2 separate regions of the Mus musculus genome follow, and region 2 is linked to region 1. Evidence: chromatin contacts called from public HiChIP or PLAC-seq data. All regions are on one chromosome and are shown on one strand. The core of a region is the stretch at or near the end of the contact, and the rest is flanking DNA. Distances in the headings are between cores, read along the strand shown. Region 1 has its middle 3.6 kb from the start of Mir6380. Region 2 holds the start of Adh7 (alcohol dehydrogenase 7 (class IV), mu or sigma polypeptide).

Region 1 (6,392 bases), core at 304-2,803:
CAGCAGAGTCGCTTACAGTGCTCAGAGCAAATGCAGTCATTGGCATTAATGGAACAGGAATGGCTCCCGAGCACGCTGCTAGGGAGGTCTTTCTAAAGCATTGTTCAGAGCTGCAAGTTATCCTAGAGATAATGCTGGAACACTGGAAGTTGTTAATGCTTGCAATTACCTTTCAGAATGAACACTGGTGTTTATTGGAGCATGGATATTGCGTACGAAGATAGTACACTGAGGATCTATAAACAATGGGCACTGACTCTTCAGTCCCTTCTCGTCCTAGAAGGAACACCCTAGGCTGAGAAGTTCAAAGATACTGGGCTATAAGGAAAGGCTTATACTGAGACACAGACTGAAGTTCATTCAAGGATATCAGGGATGCGAAGTCATTTTCAGCAACCCAATTCCAGGCTGAGCCACCTTAGACAAGAAGGATCATTACTCTGTGACTAAGAACTTTCATTACTTGTAAAACAAAAACAATCATATTCTCACCTCATGGTCTTGAAATTGTAAAAAAAAAAAAAAAAAAGCTGGGCGTGGTAGCACACGACTTTAAGCTCTCAGGAGGCAGAGGCAGGCGGATTTCTGAGTTCAAGGCCAGCCTGGTCTACAAAGTGAGTTCCAGGACAGCCAGGCTATACAGAGAAACCTTGTCAAAAGAAAGAAAGGAAGAAAGAAAGAAAGAAAGAAAGAAAGAAAGAAAGAAAGAAAGAAAGAGAAGATGAAAGAAAAGAAAAGAAAAGAAAAGAAAAGAAAAGAAAAGAAAAGAAAAGAAAAGAAAAGAAAAGAAATTGTGAGTAATGTTAGATAGGACAGAGACATACCAGGACTCTGCAGATAGTAACCACTATCACTGTTATTATTTTCCAGGACTGGACCTTAAACCCTAGAGGTCTTGGATACCAAAAACAAGAACAAAGATTGCTCTCCTGGAATGTGCCCACTGACTGCCTCCTAGTCACAGAGGAGACAAGCTCTGTGCAAGGAATCCCAGAACCAGCAGAAAACCATTGGCTACCTTACATTTAACCTTCTGTGCAGTCATTTCTCTAGAGAAGCTAAACCATGTGTGGTCACAGCCAGGATATGCCTGAGCACATTCTTTTCCAGGCACCCTGCCTGTCTTGTCAAGTCACTAAGAGAGCTCTGGGGTTTAGCAGAAGTTCAGAAGATAGGCCAACGGGACAACGTACAAAAGAAAGACAAACCCAGGCTTCCAGCAGAAAGTATTTCTGAGCACCCAAGAGAGAACCAAGATGTCGCCGACGCTAGTACAGAGAAGTCCTGCAGAAGCCGCCAAGAGATTCCAAGGTAGAGAGGAGGGGAGCCTGAAGAGCAGAGTCCTGGGAAAGCCTGTCTCACTCAGAACATAAATGGCATGGTGGACTCCACTCCATGTGGCGGGACATGTTGGTAGTACCGCGATATCTGTGTACTGTGTTTAGTACAGTATATATGTAGTCCTGTGTTTAGTGACAACCCGGGGCTATTGTGTGTGATGGAAATAGAAAACAGGGTTTCCTTTCTTTTTAGGCTAGAAAATAAAATGGCCACAGGATGGCAGTACAAGGTAAGAGATGAAGGTTAGCCAGGTATTCTGTTAACTTTGTTGATTTGAGATCGTCTCATTTGCACCAGACTGGCTTGGAATGGCCTGCATGTCAGAGGTCGACCTCGAACTCAGATCCTCTGGCTTCTGCCACTGAGAGCTGAGATTGCAGGCATGCACCATCGTGCCACCAGCTTAGTCCTGGGTTCTAAACCCAGAGAGGGTTTTGTGAACGCTGGGCAACCATTCTACCCAGCAAGCCGCATCCCTGGACTGAATTTTGGAAACGACAGGCAGAATGCAAAACCCTAAATTATGGAGTTCTCTGATTAAAAGTAATTTCTGAACTGAGTGTGGAAATACTTTTCCTCCTAACACTTATCTGCTATACTGTGTAAGGGTGCATGCATGTGGAATCGCACTGCCCATCACTGAGAGCTATTTACTGGCTTGATTTGAAGTGAAGACGCATGAAAGGCCCTCGGCCAGTACAGCAAAATGTGGTGGGAAGAGAAGAACACGGCCAGAGGGAAGTATGAATCAAAGACGGGCTTGCAATAGTCCCAGGACTCAGAAGCCAGCCTGGGCTAGATGAAGTCTCTATCTCAAAAACCAAAGGCAGACTGGGGATATAGGTCCACTGTAGACTACTTGTCTAACATGTACAAAGCCCTGAGTTCAACCCCCAGCACTGCATAAACCAAGCAAGGTTGGCACGCACCTGTAATCCCAGGTGGTAGCAGACATGCAATTCCAAGTGGTGGCAAGAAAATGAGAAGTTTGAAAACTCATAGCCATCTTCAGCTATATATTAAATTTAAGATAAGCTGGATCCTGTCTCAAAGCCAATTATTTTAAAAGGGGAGGAGATCTAGAAAAGCAGCAATAGTTTAAGATATGGGTGCATGGCTCAGAAGGTAAAGGCACTTGTCACCAAGGCTGACAAACTGAGTTTGATTCCCAGGCTCTGCCTTGTAGAAGAGAACCCTGCAGTTTGCCCTTTAATCTCCAAAGCAGCACTATTCAAGTATTTAAAGGTAGAGAGATGGGAGGTGGAAAGAGAGGCTTGCTCTGACTTAGATGGGAGCATGTATATTCATAGCTGGGGGAGTCTTTGTCACCTACGTGTGCAATTGGCCAACAAACCTACAGAAGAGGATGGGACACAGCCCCATCTAGGATCAGAAGCCATTCCTGTAGTCCACAGGGGAAGCTAGGATACCATCAAGTCTCACGCGCACGCATAAACACACACACACACACACACACAATCAAGCTTAATTAATTTCTTCAAAGTTTAGACAGCACCCCTTTTCACATGGCCACTTGCGCCTCCATTTCTCCACACAGACTACGCAGAACTCCCCCTCACCAGAAGCAAACTGGGTGCTAACTCGGGTACAGTAAGCTACTTAATAACCTAAGACAGAAAGCTTAGATGTCATTCGGACAGCACAAATTATGAAACATTTTACTTGAAGAAATGATCATATTGCATGCTTCAAAACAAACAAACAAACAAGCCACTTGGAATGAATTCTACAGTCTGCAGCCAGCAATCTCACTCAGACAAAAATCCCTGCCTGCTTCCAACCACTTTTACAATAAAGCTCCAAAGGTTCCCTAAGTTCCTAGGGTCCTTTTAGACTTGAGACTGCAAGAGACCTCACACGAGGTCTTCCCGCCCAAGTGTAGCACCCAGCCAAAGTGAGCCCTTCTTCTGGGGCAGGAGGGGACGTTTCTGTTATCTCGCCCTTCGAGGATGAAAGCCAACTCCATCCACCCTTAGACCTAATAGCCATCAGGGCTCCCTAGCCGGGCTTTCTTTAGACCCCAGCTGTTCCCTTATCCCAGGAAGGATCTTTGAAGCCGCTCATTTGCATGATTGCTCACTTAGCATCTCTAAACCCTTTCACCTAAACTTCCGCGGGGCTCTGTTTTATTCCCGTATATGTTCCGATCTAGTATAGTAGCCTTGGCTGCTTTGGAATGCAGAATCCTCCTGCCCAATCCTTTCCAGGGGTGGGACCAAACTCCGGTCACCACACCCAGCTGTCTGGGTACCTAACAGAACTGCATTCGGTAGACAAGTGGAGAGAGTCGCTCCTGAGAGCACACGACGCACCTGTGGAAGGGCTCCCTGAGAAATGCCGAACCACAGAGCTCTTGGTGATGTAAAACAGCTGTCCAGAATATTTTACACGCTCACAACTGCAGCTTATCAGGAAGCCAGATTGCCTTCCTTGACCTAGGTTTCTTCCTACAGGATAGCATTGCTATTCAACTCCTCTTAGCTAACTCAATGGGAAAATCATCACGCTTGAAGACACTGCACATCTGAGCTATTAAAGACACCTCCCAGGGCTGGAGAGATAGATCAGAGGTTAAGAGCATTGTCTGCTCTTCCAGAGGTCCTAAGTTCAATTCCCAGCAACCTCATGGTGGCTCACAACCATCTATAATGAGATCTGGTGCCCTCTTCTGCAGGCAGAACACTGTATACATAATAAATAAATCTTAAAAAAAAAAAAAAAAGACACCTCATTCTCTCCTGGAAGGCAGGAAAGATATAGGTAGATGCTGGTGCTCTATTGCAGAACATAAGAGCATAGTTTGGTGTCGGGGAGGACAGCTGTTTTATTGAATAGTTCGCTTCTCAGAAGGGGCAGAACCAATACCTCCCGATTTAATGTCGGTCTTGAAAGGTTTCCTTGCTCTTAATCTACTTAGTTGCTCTGTAATTGAGGAAGGACTACATCAGTAGCTCACAATAAGGATCCAACCCTGAGAACTCCCATCTGTCTTAAACCCAGAGCAACAAGCTCTCAAAATACCGTGGGGGTTGGGGAAAGCAAACCCAGTGTTTTCTCCTGAGCCTGTAAGGACATTAGGAAATCTTACTTATAACTTCAAGCAAGCTTGACAGACTGCCTTTGTGAATTCTCCAGTGCTCACAAACTACTCCACACTTTCTTACCCAAATCCTTCAGAACTGCCTCTCCACCTATCCTAGCTTCTTTCCTGTGGTGGTGATAAAATACCCTGACAAAACAACTTAGGGAAGATGAAGTTTATTTCAGCTTGAAATTCCATGTGGCAGACCATGACTGCGGGGAAGTCGGGGCAGCAGGAACTTGAAGCAGATCACAGTCAAGAAGCAGAAAGATTGGGTGTGGTGGCTCACGCCTTTAATCCCATCGCTCAGGAAGCAGAGACACATGGATCTGTGTATTCAAGACCAGCATGGTCTTCATAAAGGGTTCCAGGGCAGCCAAGATTACAGACTCCATCTCAAAAATAACTGAACAAAACAACAACAGCAACAAAGATTTTCTTTTTTAAGCAGAAAGAGATGGGGCTAGAGAGATGGCCCAGAGACTTAGAGCTCTTCCCGCTCATCCAGAAGACCTGAGTCCAGTTCCCTGAACCACAATGACGTGGCAGCTTGCCTGTAACTACAGCTCCACGGAGATCTGACATCTTGGCCTCTGCAAGCACTGTGCACACACACACACACACATACATGCACATGCCCACACAGGCACACACACACACACACACACATTATAAAAAGGAAAAGGAGAGCACCCATGTTTATAGGCTCTCAGCTTGCCTTCTCCTTTCTAGTCCAAACCCAGGGAAGGTTGCTTCTCACTCGTAGTCTGCCTGCTCCCTAGTCTAAACACTTCTTCCCAGGCATGCCCATAGACTATCCTAATCTAGACTGTCTTTCATTAGGATTCTCTTTCTAGGAGATTCTACATTGTGCCAAGTTAACAGTCAAAGGGACCATCATACACCGTATTCCAAACTATCTGGTTTCCTTTCTTTGTTGCTCCTGAGTATAAATTTTTGCTCGCCAACCTATAAATCCTTCCTTTCCTCTTCCTACCTTGGTGGCCCCTTTGAAGACCCCTTAATAACTGGTAAGGTTGTAACCTGCAGTAAAGCAGGGACAAGAAGGTGTCACACCATTTTCTCAAAATTGTCTGGGTTTCACCCACGGTCATGGTTAATACTGTCAATTTGACAGGATCTCATATCACCTAGGAAATGGATTTCCAGACATGACTGTGAGGGAAGTCTAAATTAGGTAGCTGGAGTGGAAATACCCACCCTCAATGGATGGAGCATGGTTCTATGGTCTGGGTTCCCCTATCATTAAGAAGGAGAAAGATGGCATAACAAAATACATTAAAGAAGTTTATTATTTAGGAGTAAGGACTAACAGGGTGAAAACAACCATTTTCTTCTTCTTCTTCTTCTTCTTCTTCTTCTTCTTCTTCTTCTTCTTCTTCTTCTTCTTCTTCTCCTTCTTCTTCCTCCTCCTCCTCCTCCTCCCTCTCTCTCTCTCTCTCCCTCTCTCTCTCTCTCTCTCTTTCCTAAGTGTGCACACAGTGTGGCTGGCTGCTTGTCTCAAGTTCCCATTGATGTGACTTTCCCACCACATTGTTCTGCTCTCAAACTGTAAGCCAAAATGAGCCCTGCCCCCCTTTAGCTGCTTTATGGGGCATTTGGTCACAGCAGTGAGAAATGTTAATATGTCCACCGTGGTACGCTCAGAAGCATTCCCTCTGGTGGAGAGGAGGGAACAGGGATGAGCTAAGTGGGAAGCCAAACAGAACAAAGGCTGGAAATAGGCATTTACTGATCTTATCATACATAAAACTGACTCTGGGGCTGGAGTGTAGCTCAGAGATAGCTTGCCTGGTTCGAGCAAGGCCCTGGGCTTATCTCAGAATAGGGGAAGGAAAGTTCCTTAAGCGCATATAGTTTACACAACAGAATCGCATCATGGAACTTACAACTTCAATTCCAAACAAAACACAATGAACCCCAACTT
Region 2 (7,383 bases), core at 3,828-6,327, 440 kb after region 1:
AGGATGGGTTTCAGCTTGCAGCTGTTTGCCTACAGCTTACGTTCTCAGCGTTAGACTGAGAGAATGTGAGAAACCAAGGCAGAAAGCCCACCCTCAAGGTTTGGTGATTAATAAGGTGGATCAAAATTCAGCAATGTTTTCCCATGATGCTGGGTGACTAAGCACTTCTGTGCCCTTCAGTGATTACAGTCCCATGGCTCTTTCTTCTAAGAACTCAACCATCCATTGATTTCCATTTCCATGTTTATGAGATGGCTTTCCTCCCTGGTAGCCTTAGAGATATGGTTATTATCATTTCCGTTTTTACTTCACGAGTGCCCCTACCCCTGTCTCACTGACACTTCTCAAGAAGCCACAGATGGAAACAGTTGGCTTCTCTTTGTGTTTCCCAAGTATACAGTGTGTCCCCTTAAGCACTAGCCACCTCTGGAGCTGGTATGTTAGCTAGCTCTTCTGACTTCAAAGGCTCTCCTCTATCCCTGCTGTCCTTGTGGGACAGGGTGCTCAGCATCCTGGATGAGCTGATGAGAAATGGAAAGGAACAGTGTCCTAAGAAACAGGATCAATGACCCCATGCTAACCCTGCCCAGTAGGTTTCAGAATTCACAGTCTAGGCAAGGCCGCTTGAAAATAGTGGCAATCAGCGAGTTTCCATAAACCTGGGCCTCTCTGGGTCAGGGCACTGAAAATTCGGCATTCTCGAACCTTCCTGCTGCTTGAGAATCTGATGAGTGATCAACTCATGTATGGATCATAGTTTATCTATCTCTCATTTCTGATTTTTCGGTAGAAGTTGATATTCAGAGGACTCTTGATGTCCAAACTTTTGGAAAATTCGAAATTCCGGAGGCTTCTAGGACCTCATAGCTAAGCTATGCAAGGACATTTCTCTATCATCTCAAACACTTAAAAAAAAATCCAAGCAATAAATGAGAATAATAAACTATGTGACTGGAGTCAAGTTATGACCAACATTTGCTCCTGGTTATGAGTGGAACAGTGTACTAGCAGTTTCCTCACCACAAATCCCTGAGACATGTGAGCACTGTAGCTACTGTCTCTCCCGCTTGCACACATGCTAGGTGAAGTCGCCTAAGTGGGAACACAGGCCCTGAGACAAGCACACTGTGTCCCAAACCCTTATTCTTAGAGCACATTTCATAGAGTCTTCCCAGCTTGCCCAGCAATCTGGACTGTGTGGGTTCTTTTCATGACAGACCTTCCTTAAGTGCTGGCATTAAAGGCATGGGTCACTATGCCCATCTTTAATGTATTGTTAAATTCAGTTTATGTTAAAGCCTAAGTAATATATTAAGGCCTAGATTGAATGTTAAAGCCAGGTAACAGTTACCTGGCTAGCCTATAATTATAAGGAAACTTTCTCATATGTTTCTGCTGCTATTAGGAAATTTTCTAGTGCCAAGATTGATTACCTATTCTGTTATATTCTGTGGCCTTGGAAGACAATCACAATAAAAGTCAATAGAACTGTTTTGTATCATTACCCACAATAATCTTGGACCTGAACCAAGCACCCAGAAGCACTTCTTGCACCTGTGTATAAGCTTTTATGGTATAAACTACCTCTTGGATAAACAAGAGACACCTGCACCAATATAAGAAACTACTTGGAATAAGACTTCCATTTTGAGTAGTGGTCTAGTAAAGTCGCAGTCCCCAAGGAGGTCTTGGGTACTGACATCGTACTTGGCAGAAAGAGACATGTAAGTGTTTAACTGACATCACCACTGGCAAGTTCATACATGAATGTTAGACAAGGCATGTTGCCTGTCACCTTGGAATACCCCAAACCAATGGGAGCAGGATAAGTGTACAACAAAGACGTTCCTATGGAATCCTTTATCCCTAAATCCTGGTTGGCATAATAACATGACACAAATGTTTGTGGATTTGGGGCTTAAAACCCCTGTAGGATTTTAATTCAGGGTCATGGTTCAGTTCCTGAATCTGAACCATTGCCCTGGTTGACCAGTCCTGGGGCGTATGCTCAATAAACCATCCCTATCTGACTGAGACCAGTGTTTGTGTGGTTTGTGGAGCAATTCCTGCACTCCAACGGTCTATAAGCCTTTTATTCAAGATTTTTGCATCAACCTCCATCAGGGAAGTGGTCTATCGTGTTTCTGTTATTTTATCCTTATCTGACTTTGGTATCAGGGTAACAGTCTTGACAGGATGAGTCTGGTGTGTTCCTTCTGATTATATGGAGTTATTTGAAAAGTACCATTGTTAGCGCTTTTTAAAGGAGTTATGGAGTTCAACAGGGAATCCTACTGCCCTGAGGTTTCCTTGTTGGAAGACGGTTATCGGTTATTATATCAATAGTTTTGTTCATTGAAGAACAGTTGTTTATATCTACTTAATACAAATTTTGCGTGTTATATGAGTCTCTGAATTTATTCATTTCTTCTAGACTTTCCAGCTCTTTGAATATAGGATGGTTAAGTATTTTTTCCCATGATTGCCTCATGTCTGTTCTTCTGTCTTTTTTTTTTTTTATTTCATTAATTTGGTCTTCTCTTTTATTTGGCTAGTTTGGCTAAGGACTATTTGATCTTTATCTTTTCAAAGATGCAAAGTTTTATTTGTGTCTTTGTCTCCATTGTCGCTTGAGTTTCTAGTTCACTGATTTGTCCAGTTCCTCTAGGTTTAGCTTATACTCCCTTCCTAAGGCTGGCCGTGAGTCATTAGCCTATTCATTCAAGATCTGTCTTTGTCTCGTGAACAATCACAGTTTTAAACTTACTTCTCAGCCTTACCTCCCAGGATGGCACCTGGCGCTACCCTGTAAGACACTGAGTGTGACAACTGTGGCTCCTCTGCACAGCTGTACCACCAAGCGGAGTCACTCCCTGCCGCACAGTGTTCTCTTCTGTACTCAGGCCTGAGGCGACTGTCGGTCATTTATCTTTAGATGAGGCATCTGCCTGGTCCAGAGCCAGGGATTAGCCATGTGCTGCCCATTCCTTTGCTGTGCGTTCTGCTGTTTTTCCCTACTTAGGCTTTCATCTTACATCCTTTGTGCTAGCCCTTGTTCCCAGCCTCTCCCTGTTCCGAAAAGCATCACCTTCCATCGTTTGCCATTTGACTTTTCTCATTCATTGCTTTGTTTGGAGGAGGAAGCTTGTAATCTGATGCCTTACCCTGGAGACTTCAAGCTGTGCATTTTTAGTGTGCTTTTCCATATAGCATTTGTATTTATTCTCTGAGAATTTCACACACACACACAATACATTTTGATCATAGCCGGCTGTCTTTTCCTTCCTTTCAGCTCTTCCTGGATTCCAAGTCTCCCACCCCCCCCACCCCCCACCCCCACCCCCGCATAATAATTTTTTAATTGGGTACTTCCCAACTTTCAGCTTTTGACATTTTTTTAGCTAGTCGATTCTGGGGAGAGATGGATTGGTAACATTAAGACCTTATTTAACATCACCTGGCAGATTAACATGAGAATAGTTTACTTTTCAGACTAATATGTTATGAAGTCTTGCAAAACCCTTAAGGAGTTTATCAACTGAGAAACTTTTCCTTTGTGCCAGCCCCACCCGTGTTGGCTCTCTGCTGCCTTGGAGCCAGCTCCACCCTTGTTAGTTCTTTTGCCTCTGTTCTGAGGAAAACAAGCTTTTGTTGCTGAGTCTGGGCTTGGTCTTTGATGGTTGAGATTCAGAATGTCTGTCTGTCCGTACCTGCCTATCTCTTGTCCGCGGTGCCTACAACAAGAGCTGCGGTTCTCCACCATTGCTGCCAAAACAACACCGCTTGCATACGAGCCTGGTCCACTGGCAATGCTTTTACCTACTGGGTTTACTTTGGCCAGTGCAGTAGACTCACTGATTATAATTACCACTTCTGAATTAGATATAAATATGTGTGAAATCGGACTTACAGCACCTACTGCATTATGCCGAGAGACCTGTGGACATGTTTTCCGTTATTCAGAGGAGTTTGTCAATGTGTAAGTAGCTGAACAACAAACTCTGGCAAATATCTTCCGGGTTGGTAAGAGCCCTTATTCTATATTTCAGGATTGAAGAGTTTTGTCTAAAGACAGAAAACCTGCCTCACTGTGTCACCCCGCAGGAGTGAAATTTTGTCACTGTATGGAGGGTTTGTTGGAGGCAGTAGTGTACCAATGTGACAGCTAGCCACTGTCACATAAATACCTCTTCCTCTCAAAGGCAAAAGCAGATCCAGAAGGGTCTGATGCTGCTGCCTACTGGACAACAGTGGCTTGGAATGATGGAACAGCTAAATGCTTGCCCAAGTAGATTCCTTTAGGAATGCAAGAGCCTCTTTGTATAGCAGGATTCTGATTCCCTCTCGGTCCTTCTGGATACCAATGTGCGTAAGCAGTAAGCAATTCTGTGGGTAAATAATGTGATCTTGAGCCAAATGACAGGTTTCCTGAGAGCAAAGACAAGTTATAGTTAATTTCCCATCTCCATCGCCATTACTGGTTTTATACATTTTCTTGCATCTACTATACATACATACAAACATATATTCCCAGTGATGGAGAATTCAGGGACTTGAGGCAACTGCTCCTAACTATAATGAAGAATGCAGTGTGTGTGACAAATAACACAACATACGTACATGATATACAATTGTATGTGTATGTTGCTAAGAACGGAGACCGGATCAAGTCATGTGCTCTACTATGGAGTCATACCACAACCCTCATTTATATTTAACCACACTTTCTACAAGCTATATCGAGTGCAAATGGAGTGCAAATACAAATGCCTAACCACATAGCTAAAGTCAGCTACCTGACAGAACAGCTTGCACGTAGAAGGCATGCAATGCACTCTGTATCAATTGGACAGAGCTGAACTAACACGACCTGTTTTTATATTCTCTAAAATAAAATGGGTAAGGGTGTTTTCTGGCCCTTCATAGTAGACTTGATTATCCAATGTTTGTTAGCTTCTTATTTTTGTCTAATCATAATGTGTATTGTATTTCTTTTCACCACTTGACTTGCAGGAGGGTGGAGCTTCTTGGGTTGGGAAAATTCTAAGGCTATGAGTCATGTTGCCAAAGGCAAGCAGAACTTCCAAGTCACGCTATTTATTGAAGGCCGAAGATGCTGGTACCCATAGAAGAGTGAACCGTGCCTCAGTCAGAAGACGTTCCTGTTTGCAGGCCACACACCCAGGAGAGGCAGGATGGGCACCGCTGGAAAAGTAAGGGAAACGTTTCAGCTTGTTCAGTCTCTTGAGCTAATAATGGGGGTTGCTTCTGAGAGATCTGAATCCTGGAGAGAAACTAAATACTATTTCTCGAGGAAGGCAAGGCTGTTAAGTAACACACGTTGGGGAGATGTGGGTAAATTGCATCAGAATACCAATCGCAGCAGGATTCAATTGAAAACCACATGCTGAACGTTCTCCCAGAAAGCAGGGAAGGGAAGTAGAGAACTGGGATTTCTATGGGCATTATTCATAATTTAGTTTCCAGCTAGCCAGTCATTTGCTCTGGATAGCAAACTGTTTCCATAAGGAGACTTCAACAGGGTCAGTGGTATCTCCCCAATCCCTTTCTAGAGTCTAAAGGGTCCAGGATCTCCTGTGTTGGGGGATCGTGCCCTACTGTTGAGAATGGAAAAAGTGAATTCAGGAATGCAAAGTCAACAACAAAGAAACCGCATGTTCCGAGTTTCTGAGGACATGTTTTATATCACAGTACAATTGCAAACACTCTTGGAAAATAGGACCGTGTGGTGGATAAAGCGTGTTTATTCCTTCAGAAGATGACAGGGCCAGAACAGTGACAGGAACTCAGAAAACAAGGCTGGCTTTTTTTCCCCCTCTTGCAGATTGGGTTGATCGGGTTCCTGCTTTAAACGCGTGTGTAACCGCTTGAGATGTGGGGTACTGTTTTTGGCATTACTTTTAAACAACTTCATTTAGTCTACCTTAGAATTTTAGGAAGCTAAAAATGATGTTTGAAGTCTGGGAAGCATGAGAGACGAGGTCTGAACGCTAGAACCTGAAATAACTTTCCCCGCAATTGAAGAGAAATGGAATGGAAACATCTTAGTTTGAATCAGAAATCCAGTAAAGACCAATAATCAGAATTAACTTTGCACTGTGGAAGTCAGGAACACTGCCCTTAGAAATAAGTGGCAGAGAGCTGGCATGAATCTTAGAACACTTTCAACTCCACACAAGCCTTTCTGTGGCCTCCGTCATGAGAATGCCCAGCCACTGATCGAACATTTCCAGTAACCGGGAATTCAGGAACTCCTAGCTATGATCAGGAATCCAGCACACATGACAAATAGCACAACAGATTTAAAATGTTGACTTGGTGATGGTATACAGAGGGGTAGTTCAAGGTGGGTGATGTGGTCCCCAAACTGTCCTTCTATTTCCATGCATCTCAGGAAGAGAGGTTCCCTTAATATCAGGACTCCTCCTGTTAATTTTCTGATGTTTCATTAAAAAAAAAATGATTATGATAGTTTGCTAAAGATGCCATTAACAAAGTACCAGGACTGTGCGGCATAAAGAACAAGGATTTATTTGCTCATACATCTGGAAGCTGGGATCCTGGGAACAGAGTGTGGACAAGATTGGTTCCTTTAGGAGCCCTTTCCTTTGCTTAGGAGTACTCTGCTTGTGTCTTCCCGTCCCTTAACCTCACTGTGGAAATAGCCTACAGGACTGCTCTGTCTAACTTCAGTGACCACATTGTAACTCGATTGCAATGTGAAAAGACCCAGTCCGCAATTGTTTACCCTCAGATTCTGAGGTACTGAGCATTAGAGCTCCAACACACAAATATAATGACGACTTTGGGCTAGTACAATGTTTATTCTAGAGAATCAGGATAAACAATATATGGAGGAAATCAAGCATGTTCTCATATTATCAAACTAGCACTGACTGTTTTTGCCTGGCTTGTTTCCTTATATATTCCTCAACCATATTTTATGTGCTCTACTCATATAACACACAAATATCTTTGACCTAATTTTCCATCTTTTTAAAAAGGCTTATTTGTTTTATTTATGTAAGTTCACACTGTCGCTGTCATCAGACACACCAGAAGAAGGCATCAGATTCCATTGCAGATGGTCGTGAGCCACCATGTGGTTGCTGGGAATTGAACTCAGGACCTCTGGAAGAACAGTCAGTGCTCTTAACCACTGAGCTGTTCAGTATCTTACACTGATGTGTAGGTTTAGGTCAGTTTCCTCTGCTCTTGTTTACATATTTCCCTTATAGTCCTGAGATGACCTCTGAAGCATATTGTTTTTTTTTTTTCCTACAATTTGTTCTCCCCGAACTGTGGGGTAAAAGTGTCAATACATGCTTGTGTCTTGATGTACTGAGCAGATCGCCTTCCAAA

Evidence for each region. HiChIP or PLAC-seq counts read pairs in DNA pulled down with a chosen protein or histone mark.
Region 2: an H3K27ac HiChIP or PLAC-seq map of embryonic stem cells shows a contact between it and region 1, with 4 times the contacts expected there. The contact joins the promoter of Adh7 here to the enhancer-like site in region 1. A contact is called at or near these places in 3 of 39 promoter capture datasets (cranial neural crest, embryonic stem cells and stem cell-derived epiblast-like cells), 1 of 15 datasets of contacts at CTCF or cohesin (embryonic stem cells), 2 of 484 Hi-C or Micro-C datasets (both in embryonic stem cells), 4 of 115 datasets of contacts at active chromatin or transcription factors (embryonic stem cells and pancreatic cancer cells) and 2 of 9 other capture datasets (embryonic stem cells and liver).

The regions. Positions count from the first base shown.
Region 1 is chr3:137,776,803-137,783,194 of GRCm38.p6, forward strand. No RefSeq gene overlaps it. Among named protein-coding and RNA genes, the nearest start is that of Mir6380, 3.6 kb to the right of the region's middle. Within about 2 kb of position 1,554, at least 5 of the 459 cell types and tissues checked have an H3K27ac peak or open chromatin away from gene starts, as enhancers often do. A contact at or near this core is called in embryonic stem cells, where this site is marked.
Region 2 is chr3:138,212,696-138,220,078 of GRCm38.p6, forward strand. It overlaps Adh7 (alcohol dehydrogenase 7 (class IV), mu or sigma polypeptide), which reads left to right and starts at 5,078. Exons shown (of 9, transcript NM_009626.4): 1 at 5,078-5,213. The coding sequence starts at 5,196. The region is part of intron 2 of 0610031O16Rik (RIKEN cDNA 0610031O16 gene); the gene reads right to left.